Linked DNA regions of Mus musculus: region 1 is linked to region 2. A link is a contact called in public ChIA-PET data. All regions are on one chromosome and are shown on one strand. The core of a region is the stretch at or near the end of the contact, and the rest is flanking DNA. Distances in the headings are between cores, read along the strand shown.

Region 1 (5,355 bases), core at 44-2,543, 230 kb before region 2:
CATGTGAGCTCATTGACTGTCCTGAAGAGGAGCCCTCTGGATCATTCCTGCTTGTTAGGATGTCAGCCTGGGACTGGCATCACAGATTGACAGAATAACAAAGTCCTCTGCAGCCCTGAGGGACACTCTGAAACTGGAATGACTTCTCGGTTTACAACATGGGAGTTGCGACACTATAAATCAAGTCTTTTAAGCCTTGATTTAATTCTCAAGTTGGTTATTAATCATTTGCCAGCACACCAGTGATCTACTGAACGCCTGTCTTGAAGACGCGGAATGGAATATTTTCAAATATTAAATTTCTGAGAAATCCTACAATAAAGAACTTTGGGCGACTTTCTAAAATAAGCATTTCCCAAACATGACATGAACGCAAATCCCTGCCCAGAGACTGAAATCTACGAGAAACTAATATTTGATTGGAAGTGCCTTTCAACAGACTAATGGGGGATAGACCATAGGCAGCTCCTTGTTAAGGAGAATTTTCTCATCTACCCCACGGTTATGCCCAACTTCTGGGATCCCCTCCTATTCTCCCTTTCAGCACATATAGGTACTAATCAGATGCCCCCAAATCCCTGCCCATGACTCTTGCCAGGTCTGGGACCCTGGCTTGCCTCTTGAAATCTATTCAAGTCCAAGGGGGGTCTGGCTTTGGGTGAATAACCCCCTCTCCAGACCCAGGCCATACTGCTTGCTCTCCCTCAGGCCAGTGTCACCCATCCGGCCTGACCTTACATTGCAACCCTGGTCTAGGTGACCTTGCTGACTCTTTCCCCATCTCCCTGGCATTTGCCTTAGAGGCCAGCCTGAGGCTCTGCTGAACCACAGCCTCCACTCCTGTCCTCCCCACTTCCTGACCCTCCCTCCCCTTCCCTGCTTCCCTCACCTTCTTTCATCTCTCCTTTCCTTTCCTCCTCAAACTCTTTTTCCTGAATTCCTCCGAGGACTTGGGTTTGGGTGACAGAAGCCAGGGGCGAGGGTTTGCTTTGTCTCCCGCCCCTAGCAGTGCTCACTGCGCTTCTTCTTGCTTACGTGGAGAAACACACCGAGAGAGAGGTGGCGTGGTCACATCTGAAAATGCCAGTCACCCATCCTACCAACGGAATCATTTTGTGGTCCATAGTCAAATAGTTCTGCAAATGGCTTCCTAACGGCCTACTGAGAAGCCAGGTGAATGTCAAGAGGGTGGCCTTACAGCCTATAGTCTGGTGACAGAAAGGAGGACAGTGGGAGACCCTTTCGTCTGCACATTCCTATCTGCCCCACTGGAGGATGGGCGCAGGAGGCCTGGGCACAAAAGGCCTGGGCACAGCTGCTGGAAACCTCTGGGCCTGGAGTGAGAGCCTGCGGGCTTGTGGGAGGAGATGTTGCTATTTTTGGTGGCGGTTTGAACACTTTTTAAGTGAGATTGCCGGGCTCTCCACCCATTGCACTTGTTTTCTACCAGGCACCACTTTCTTGGGGCTCTTTTGAAAAACATTCAGCTCCCTACTGTGCGAGCACAAGGCTCTGAAAGCATCTTAAAGCCCATCAAAAACTTAATGCGTTGACTTTGAAGTGGGACCCAAATGCAAGGACTCCACCAGAATAAAATATCTCCCAAACCAGTTAAATAGGCTCGGCTTAATAGCCAGCCATTTCTAAATTGTTTCTTTTATATAGTGTAGCATTTACATTGGTGGTAACCATGGTAACAGATCCTAAGGACCTCCATAAGATCAGCACATTACCAGGTGCTAATTGTAAATAAGGAGACAAATAAATAGCTTATAATTTAAATGGCAGTACTTAAGAGTCCTTAGATTCTTTTTTTTTTTTTAAGATTTATTTATTCATTATATGTAATTGCACTGTAGCTGTCTTCAGACACTCCAGAAGAGGGAGTCAGATCTCGTTACAGATGGTTGTGAGCCACCATGTGGTTGCTGGGATTTGAACTCTGGACCTTTGGAAGAGCAGTCGGGTGCTCTTACCCACTGAGCCATCTCACCAGCCCTGAGTCCTTAGATTCTTAGGCTGGTCTGTACCCTCTGGCAAAATAGTGTCCTCTCATCCATACTAGCCATTTTGGCCTGTAAAGGAGACTTGTTAGTCAACATGTTATCCGTCTACTGATGAATTTAGAAGAGTAGAAAATGATAAGGCCATATACACTCTGATAAACAGAATATCCATGACAGTCACTGAAATACAGACTATCTATGTCTGATGGGGATTGGTTCTAAGGAGCCTTGTGGACACCAAGACCCATGTGTACTCAGACCCCTCGGATAAAATGACAGGAATCTGCATATACCCTGCACTTACCCTCCTGTGTATTTTAAATCATCTCTAGATTACTAGTGTCTAATATTATGCAAACACTATTGTGCTGTGTAGGGTCCACACAAGGGAGAAGCCATCTATGTGCAGTACAGAGCTAGTTTCTTACCACTAACTGCGGCCATGGATGCAGATCCCACAGCTACTGAGGACAGCTGCACAGATGTAAGGTCCCAGACCGCACTTGACCATCTTTTCACTTCTCCCTTAGGAGCCTACTTCCCTAACACTGATAGGTGGCAGTTGTCATATCTGGACTGTGTGGTCCTGGCCAGGCACTTTTTCTACCTGCTGTTCCCTTGATGCTGTTGGCATTTCTATATCATTTTTATGTTTATTCTATCCCAGTTAACTTCGTCCCAAGTGCAGACCATACATGTTGAACATGACTGCCACATTATTCTTCTAGAGATGTGGGCACAGAATGCAAAGCAGTGTGAAGGGTTATTTTTTTTTTCTTCTTCCCCTTTTTGTTTCATCTCTGAACATCTGGCTGGAGAAGTATTATCTGGAAAGCGTTAGTTTTCACTCTCTTTCAGTCACGGCGTGTCAAATGTGTTAGAAATGTCTAAGGACAAAAATGTGTCGATTCCTTGTTATTTTCCATCCATCCATCCATCATCCATCCATCCATCCATCCATCCATCCAGTCATCTATCCATCCATCCACCCATCCACACATCCATCTATCCATCCATCCATATATCCATCCATCCATCCATCCATGCATCCAGTCCATCTATCCATCCATCCATATATCCATCCATCCATCCATCCATCCATCCAATCATTTATTTCCCTCATGCTTATCAAATTCTCTTGGTTCAGTTCATGTGCAGGATGCTAGATAAAAGAACATAAGCTGGCAACATATTTCTGCTGAGCTCATAAAAAGAGGCACAAACTGTAAACCCTGATCAGAGTCTAGCACAGCATAGGTCAGCCTCTCCTAGCTTAGGCCAGACAGGAGAATTCCAGTGCAGAGATAAAAATGAATAGGAAGGCAGAGAACAGCCTGTTACAGGCCACCTGACTGACATAACCACAGAGCAGATCAGTCAGCTCCTGTACCCAGGATGGCACTCTGAAAATGCCCTGCCTAACCATCTTGTTGTCCCAGAATCCCTGTGATGTTCACATGGTGTTCAGTCCTTGTAGTGGAGAGTAAGAGGGAAGGGTGAAGGAATCCTGGCAGTTCCTGCCTCGTGCAGCCTGGGGAAGGAAACTTCTATTTCTGACCCTCAATTGCTTGATCCAGGGGATCTCAACACTGTCAGCGTTGCTGTGAGGCATAGAATAGTGAGTGGATGGAATGGCCTGCTGCTGCTCACTCCAACTAAGCTCCGTGAGCTTAATTAGGGGACAACTGACCCCAAACCATGGAACCTTACAGCTGACCACATAAGACTCCCTGGAAAGGATAGATTTGAGCAGAGATTAGAAGAAGCCCAGAAGTACCAGGGAAGGGAGAGAGAGGAAGCCTCAAGGAAACAGAACAGACTGTGTGAGGACCTCGGGCAGGAGCAAGCCCTATTGTGCTAGGGACCGCAGGTCTGGCTTGAGGGAGCATGAAGGTCTATCTCACAGAGAAATACCAGCCAAGGAGTTGCAACTGAATCACAGGGCAATGCATACTCTCCACCTAGGGTTTTTTAAAAAATGGGGAAAGCAAGAGAACCTTAAAAAATAAAAGTTGTGCTTAGTTTTTTTTTTTTAATTGGCTTGCTCTTTTTACTTAAATGTATTACAAGGAATTTTCTACTCCAGCCACGGATGGGAAGCTCAAAGTGCCAGATGTGGTGTGGAATACAGACTTTTGTCTTATTTAGGCAGATGATAAAGTATGATGCTCTCCCTACATCAGAGAACACCCCTGCAGGGCAAGAGAATGAATGAACGCTCTCAGAGGCCGACATGAATATTGATGCCAAACAGGATAAAGAGTACATATGGTTTGCTCAAACTTACACAAACCCTTTCTTTTGCGGGCTTCTTTGGTGTTCCATCTGCGTGTAGAATCACTTACAAGAACTAGAAGGTGACAGAAACTGTGTTCATTGGACACCCTCCCAAGGTATCTTCAGAGCCCGGCCGCTCCCTGCCATGGTCATGCTGCAGAAGTGTTCTGTGCTGCCAGAGTATCACCCAGGCCTTCAGCGAGGCCTCAGCGCCTTGGCTAGCAGTGCAAACGAGGGAGAAAATAGTTGTGGGGTATACAAGAAGTCTATGGGATGTTCTTGCAAATTTCTGTTAAGTCTAACCCTATTCTAAAATTAAACAACAACAAAAGACAGCATCGAGCCAGACTTCCCATCTCATGTTCGCCATCCTACTCCATAATTCCATGGTTAGTCCTTCTCATCACCTCTCGAATGGTTCCCTGGTCCCCACCACAGGCTCCCAGGCATTGGGACACACCCTCCCTACACCTACCCCCATCTTCTGGGTTGGGACATAGCATCAGGCTAAGAGATTCCACATCTGTGAGTTTCCTCTAAAGGTACTTAAATGGGCTCGGGCTTGCAAGATATTTCAGAAGGAGCTGGAGAGATGGCTTGGCGCTCTGTAGTGCTTGCTGCTCTTGCAGAGGGCAGAAAGACAGTTCCCAGCACCACACTTGCCTGTATCTCCAGTTCCAAGGGGGTCAAGGCCCCACACCTGCACTCACATTCACATACCCCACGCCCATATACTTACAGTTAAAGATAAAGAAGACAAATCTTACAAAGATAGTTTTTCAGAAGGAAGAGGAACATTTCCGTAAGAGGTTAGAGACAGGAGGGTTGGGCTGGTCTGATGTAGATAACAGGAGACTGCCAGGGAATCCGGCCCACTGCAGTGTGGGCATGAGGAGGGCAAAAGAAATTTCCACACTGAAAGCCTTCTAAGCCTCGCTCCCAAGGTGGGGAGGGGACAGACCTAGAGTGGTGGGAGGAGGAGCCAGGCTGCTATAAATTAAGAAGAATGAGAAATAGTCCAGGGCCCTCTCTGACCTCCTTCTGCAAAGGAAGCTTGGCTCCTGGTTGTAAA
Region 2 (5,344 bases), core at 1,132-3,631:
TTTTTTTCTTTTCTTTACTAAGTATGAAGATATGAATACACACGTGGGTTATAACCGCATCCCAACCTCTGATGCAGAGGCTCAAACCCAGGGTTCCAAACATGCTAAGTACCCTCAATGAGCTACATCTCGATGCTATGACTAGAGTTTAGTGTTCATTTAAAAAGCTAAGTTCTTTGTGTGAGAAATGGCTTTCCACTTCAATGAGTAAACACACACATAATAAAAGAATAAGTTGTTTATTATTCATAAAAACACTAAAAAAAAATCAGGGTATAGGTTAAGTCACTGAGTTGAGTTAGGGTGTGAAGGAGCAGGTCACATTCAAGATTCCCTCAGTTCCAATGATTTCAGAAATCTAAACAGAAACTATTATTTGGCAGCTGAAATAATAATGATGATAGTTCATACTTCTTGAGCCTTAGTCATACGCAGACTCTATGTAATGATTTACATGTTATTTCACCTTAACCGGCACAACTACCATGTTCCTTTGTCTTAGTTACTTTTCTATTGCTGAGACAAAACACCAGGACCAAGACAACTTTTATAAAAGAATCCCTTGCAGTTTCAGTGTAAAAGTATCATTTATTTCCTCGAGTGAAATTGTTGTCTGGGAAGAATTACTGCCTCTGTCTGCTAACCTAGTCCTGGAAGCTTCTAGCCGGCCTGTACGATCTAACCTAGACCTAGAATGTTTTCAGCCTCTGAGACTTGGTGCTGAGTAAGCTCATCCCGGCTTCCTAGTTCTTTCTGAGCTGTGACTAGCAAGTCAACGCAGCTGTTCTGGCTCACATTCCTCTCCAAGCTGATTGACACCATCTGGCTTCTCTCCATTGGCCTTTCCTGAATTGCTCTGCTTGGCCTCAAACTAACTCTAGCAATCTGCTCTAATCTTCTGGTTCCTTCTCATTCTCTGGCTCCTTCTGTCACTGCAACCTATCTCTATAACTAGCCCAGTAAAATGCTCTCCTCCCCCCCCCCCACACACACACCGCACTGCTCTCTCTCTCTCTGTTTTTTTCTTTTTCTTAAAAAAAAAGTATTTTTATTTCATTTATATGAGTGTTTGCTTGCTTGGTGGTGCCCACAGGGGCCAGAAGACAGTATGAGATCCTCTAGAACAGGAGTTATAGGTGGGTGTTGGGAATCAAATCCTGGTCCTCTGGAAGAACAGCCAGTACATTTACATGCAGAACCACCTGCCCATGCCCACTCCAAATTTCATGCCACATTCCCATGCTTTACTCCTAATGAATTCTGTAACATTCAGTACAGCTCGCACAATTTACTGTAGCTACACAAAGCAACACCAAAAATTTGCACGGCTCTCTTAAGCAGCCTCCCTTTCCTCTCCTTGTGAGAGTTGGGCACGTCCTATTCTGTCAAATCTTTCTCTGGTTTGTCACTTTGCCTGCCACTCAATTGTACATCACTTTCAAACATGAGTGCTTCCTTCTACAAACTAACTTTACTTTCATTGTTTGGGATTAAAGGTGTGTGCTAAGGCTGAGCCACATCATAACTAGAAACAGCTATTTTTTTTTTTTCTGTAAAAAACAATGTTGGGGTTCACCTTGTGATCAAATATCCTGCAACAGGTTAGAATCCATGATGGTGGAGCAAAGACATAGTGGCAAGTTCACACCTTGATCCCCAGGGAGAGAACTCAGGGAATGCCCTGAGTGTTTTGAAACCTTGAAGCCTGTCCCAGTAACACACCTCCTCCAACCTGGCTAAACTTCCTAATCCTTCCCAAATAGGCCCACCAATAGAGACTAAGTATTTAAATGTATGAATGGCTGGAGGTAATTCTCAGTCAAACTATCCTCCCCCACCCCCACCCCCGTTGTCAATCAAGGAGCAAGACATGAAAGGCACACATGAACCTGGCCTGAGTTACAATACCAGAGAGTAGTGGAACTGGGACCACCTTAATGCAGTTAGTGCCAAACCAGGTCCTTAACTGTTGCACTGTTACACACAGCCCAGCATTGTTGTTTAGGTTTTGATACATGCTAAAGAAAACCATTGTAAGCTTGGACACGGTTCAAAGCTGTTCAACCCAGCTTTACATTTTCTTCAAGGTAGAACACGGTTGTTTGCCTTGGAGTCAAAGAAGGCGTGGTCTGGGTTCTTTAAGATTGAGTGCTTTAAGTCCTTGTCACAGTGACAGGAATTACAACAGGGAAACTCTGAGCTCAGAGAGAGAGAGAGAGAGAGAGAGAGAGAGAGAGAGAGATTTTATTACCCCTAAGAAGTTGTTCAATTCTAAGTGTGGGTGGGATAACTATTTTTAATGACTCATTCCTTCACCCCAAGTGATGTCACTTGTTTGACCTTGTTTACACAGTCTAAGAAGGTCATTCACAGGTCAGCCAATCCTGGCCTGCCACATCCTCAGACAATGAGACTGTGATGGTGAGAGTCGGGGTTTCCCCAGTTATTATCTGGCTTGCTAAATTTGCATTGGTTCTTCCCACTTTTGCCCACAGCACCTCACGTTTCCTGCAAACATAGGCGACTTGGTATGTTTTTCCTCCATGCTAAGCAAAAGCCATGAAGTATGGATTTTCCTTCAGTGACTGCACTAGAGAAACTTCCCTTAAGGGTTCAAGTGAAGCTGGTGGAAGTATTATCCAGTCTATCATCTTCCTGGAAAGGTCTCCACTGATTTTTATTAGACACACGGGCTGAATTCCTTCAGGCATGCTTTTTATTCTGGTCACAAGATTGGATTTGTTTAGTGTTTGATTTTCACGGTCTTTAAAGCATTTGCACGGTAGCAATGGGAAGGTGTGTGAAACCTGACAAAGCATCAGTCTTCACAACGCTGGGATCTACCTGCACCCAGGATTAAGTCTACCTGACCAGGCTAATCAGAGTCTTGGTTGTAACTGCTAAAGTTAAAAAAAAAACAACAGAAAAACTATGTATCTCCCCTCCCCTGAAGGCTCCCCCACCCCCACCCCTCTTTCTGGTTTCCTGACCTCTGTGGGTATTCCAAATGAAATGTATGTGTCTAAAGCGTCAAAGCTAACACCTACAAATGAAAGAAAGCAAGGGACACTTGGCAGGGATACTTAACTCAGAATGATTGTTTCCAGCTGTATCCTTTACCTGTGAGCTTCGAAATTTCATCTTTCTTAATAGCTGAAAAATATTCCAGTGTGTAAATACGCCACATTTTCATTATTCATTCATTGAGACTGTAAGAGCCAGAAGTGGCAGATGAATACAAGGTAACAGTATGGGCAGCTGCACATATGACAGTGACACAATGTTGCTCCTGTTGTGTCTGGAAGACAGTTTTCTTGGAGCCATCCTCCACCTCTGGCTCTTCCAATCTTCCTGCCTCCTTCTCCGCATAGAGTTCTGAGCATCATAGGCAAGTAATTGCAGTGACAATCCCCAGACGACTAAATGCGATGTGAGTCCTGCTTGTCCCCCATAATGCTGTGAAAATGATGAGTTACTGAGTAGAGCACTTGGAGAGACTTGTCATTTCAGTTAATTAGCTACTCACTTTAAAATCAGTTCTTTGAGAAGTTGCATACAATGGGTTTTGATCAGATTCACTTCCCCAGTGACTCCTCCCAAGTTATCCTTACCAAACCAGCTTTGTGTTCTCTTCTCTCCCATTCACCCCATCCAGTTTGTGCTGCCTTTGTTTTCTTAGACACATGCCCTTCCAATGAAGCATGGTTGGCTTATCATAAGCAAGAGACTTTTTCTTTTTATTTACTGCTGAATTCTTCCATATCTTTTTTAATTTATTTTTTCTCATACAATATATTTTGATCGTGTCTTCCTCTCTCCTAGTCCTAGATCTCCCTACCTCCTTACCCATCCACTGAACTTCATGTTCTCTTTCTCCCTCTCTCACAAAACAAATAAAACAGAAATGAAAGTCAAAAACAAGCAAGCAAGCAAACAAACAAACAAACAAACAAAAAAACCAAAAAAACAAAAACACCTTATATAACAAAAACTGTCAAATCGAAACAAAAAGTCTGCAACAAAACAAAAATGGAGGGTTTTTTGTTTGTTTCGCTTGTTTGCTTGTTTGCTTGCTTGGTTTAGACAGGGTCTCTCTACATAGCCTTGGGTGTTCTGGAACTCACTGTATACACCAGGCTGGCCTTGAACTCACAGAGATCTGCCTGCCTCTGCCTCCCAAATGCTGGGATCAAAGACATGCGCCATGATGCCCAGCCTATCACCACTTTGATTCTCCTCCCGTGGAATCAGATCTTGGGCTGGGCTCTACGTACTCACGTTTACACTCCTTCACTCTGTATCGGTTCCAGTTCTGTTATTTTTCATGGAATAAAGCTGAATCCAATCTATTCTCTAAATATTTATTGGGCATCTAGTGAAAGCCGTTGTGGAGAACTAAAAATGGCTTCAAATATTTTAATTTTTTTTTCCATTGAGACACCTCTTTGCTGTTGAATATAGGGTGATTTGGGAAATGCTGTGATCAGTAGACTGAATGTTGCTGTGCTGACTTAAGGACCTCAAGCAACTAACACCCTACTTCCTTCCTCCCAAGACACTGTCCAGGAGCTCTGGGATGCCATATGGGAAGGTCAGCTCTGCTGACCACCATGTTAGAGTGAGGCTGTTGGCAGCCACTGTGGACCACCGCCCCTGCTTCATACATCTCTTATATGGACAGAGCTTAGATGGACACAGCCATGCATGTACCGCATACAAGAATGGAATACGTGATTAGTATATCGGTGAGAGGCTTTTTTTTTTTAATGTCAATTTGTCATAAGTTAAAGTGACCTGAGTAGGGAGCCTCAACTGAAGAGCAGTCCTGATTGGCTTAATGTGGGAGGACCCGCCCCCAGTGTAGGCAGTGCCTTCTGTGGCAGCCTAGATACAAAGCTGGAAGGAGGATTATCTGCCTTTTGTGCCTGTGGCTTGCTTCCTGCTGCTGAGTTGAATCAGCTTGTTGTTGATGCCACTGATTCTTTTGCTGATATTAGAACTAGTAGTTTCCAGGCTTCGATCACGGACTTAACGACCTGTGGCTCTCTTAAAACCTTACAGGTTCTCAGTACCAGGTTGAGACAACTGAGGAACCTATTCTTAGAGGACTGAGAGTCTTCAGATCTGAGACAATTGTTACTACTTTAACATAAACTAATTTAATAAATTATATGTATTATATTTATGTATGTAATAAATTATATATGTAATTTATAGAAAATTATATGCAAATATATTATATAATATAAAATTTATATATTTTATATATAATTATACATAATATAACTAATTATATATGATATGGTATTATATATAAATATACAAACAATTATATATTATTATA

The links. ChIA-PET counts read pairs in DNA pulled down with a chosen protein or histone mark.
Region 1: an RNA polymerase II ChIA-PET map of memory CD8 T cells shows a contact between it and region 2, with 14 read pairs. The contact joins two enhancer-like sites. A contact is called at or near these places in 3 of 484 Hi-C or Micro-C datasets (double positive thymocytes, group 2 innate lymphoid cells and myeloid progenitors), 2 of 115 datasets of contacts at active chromatin or transcription factors (embryonic stem cells and memory CD8 T cells) and 1 of 9 other capture datasets (embryonic stem cells).

What each region holds. Positions count from the first base shown.
Region 1 is chr2:73,066,804-73,072,158 of GRCm38.p6, reverse strand. No RefSeq gene overlaps it. Among named protein-coding and RNA genes, the nearest start is that of Gm39850, 61 kb to the right of the region's middle. Within about 2 kb of position 1,293, at least 20 of the 459 cell types and tissues checked have an H3K27ac peak or open chromatin away from gene starts, as enhancers often do. A contact at or near this core is called in memory CD8 T cells, where this site is marked.
Region 2 is chr2:72,835,333-72,840,676 of GRCm38.p6, reverse strand. Gm39849 (a long non-coding RNA gene) reads left to right here. Exons shown (of 3, transcript XR_866425.2): 2 at 4,556-4,745. Among named protein-coding and RNA genes, the nearest start is that of Gm39849, 24 kb to the left of the region's middle. Within about 2 kb of position 2,381, at least 81 of the 459 cell types and tissues checked have an H3K27ac peak or open chromatin away from gene starts, as enhancers often do. A contact at or near this core is called in memory CD8 T cells, where this site is marked.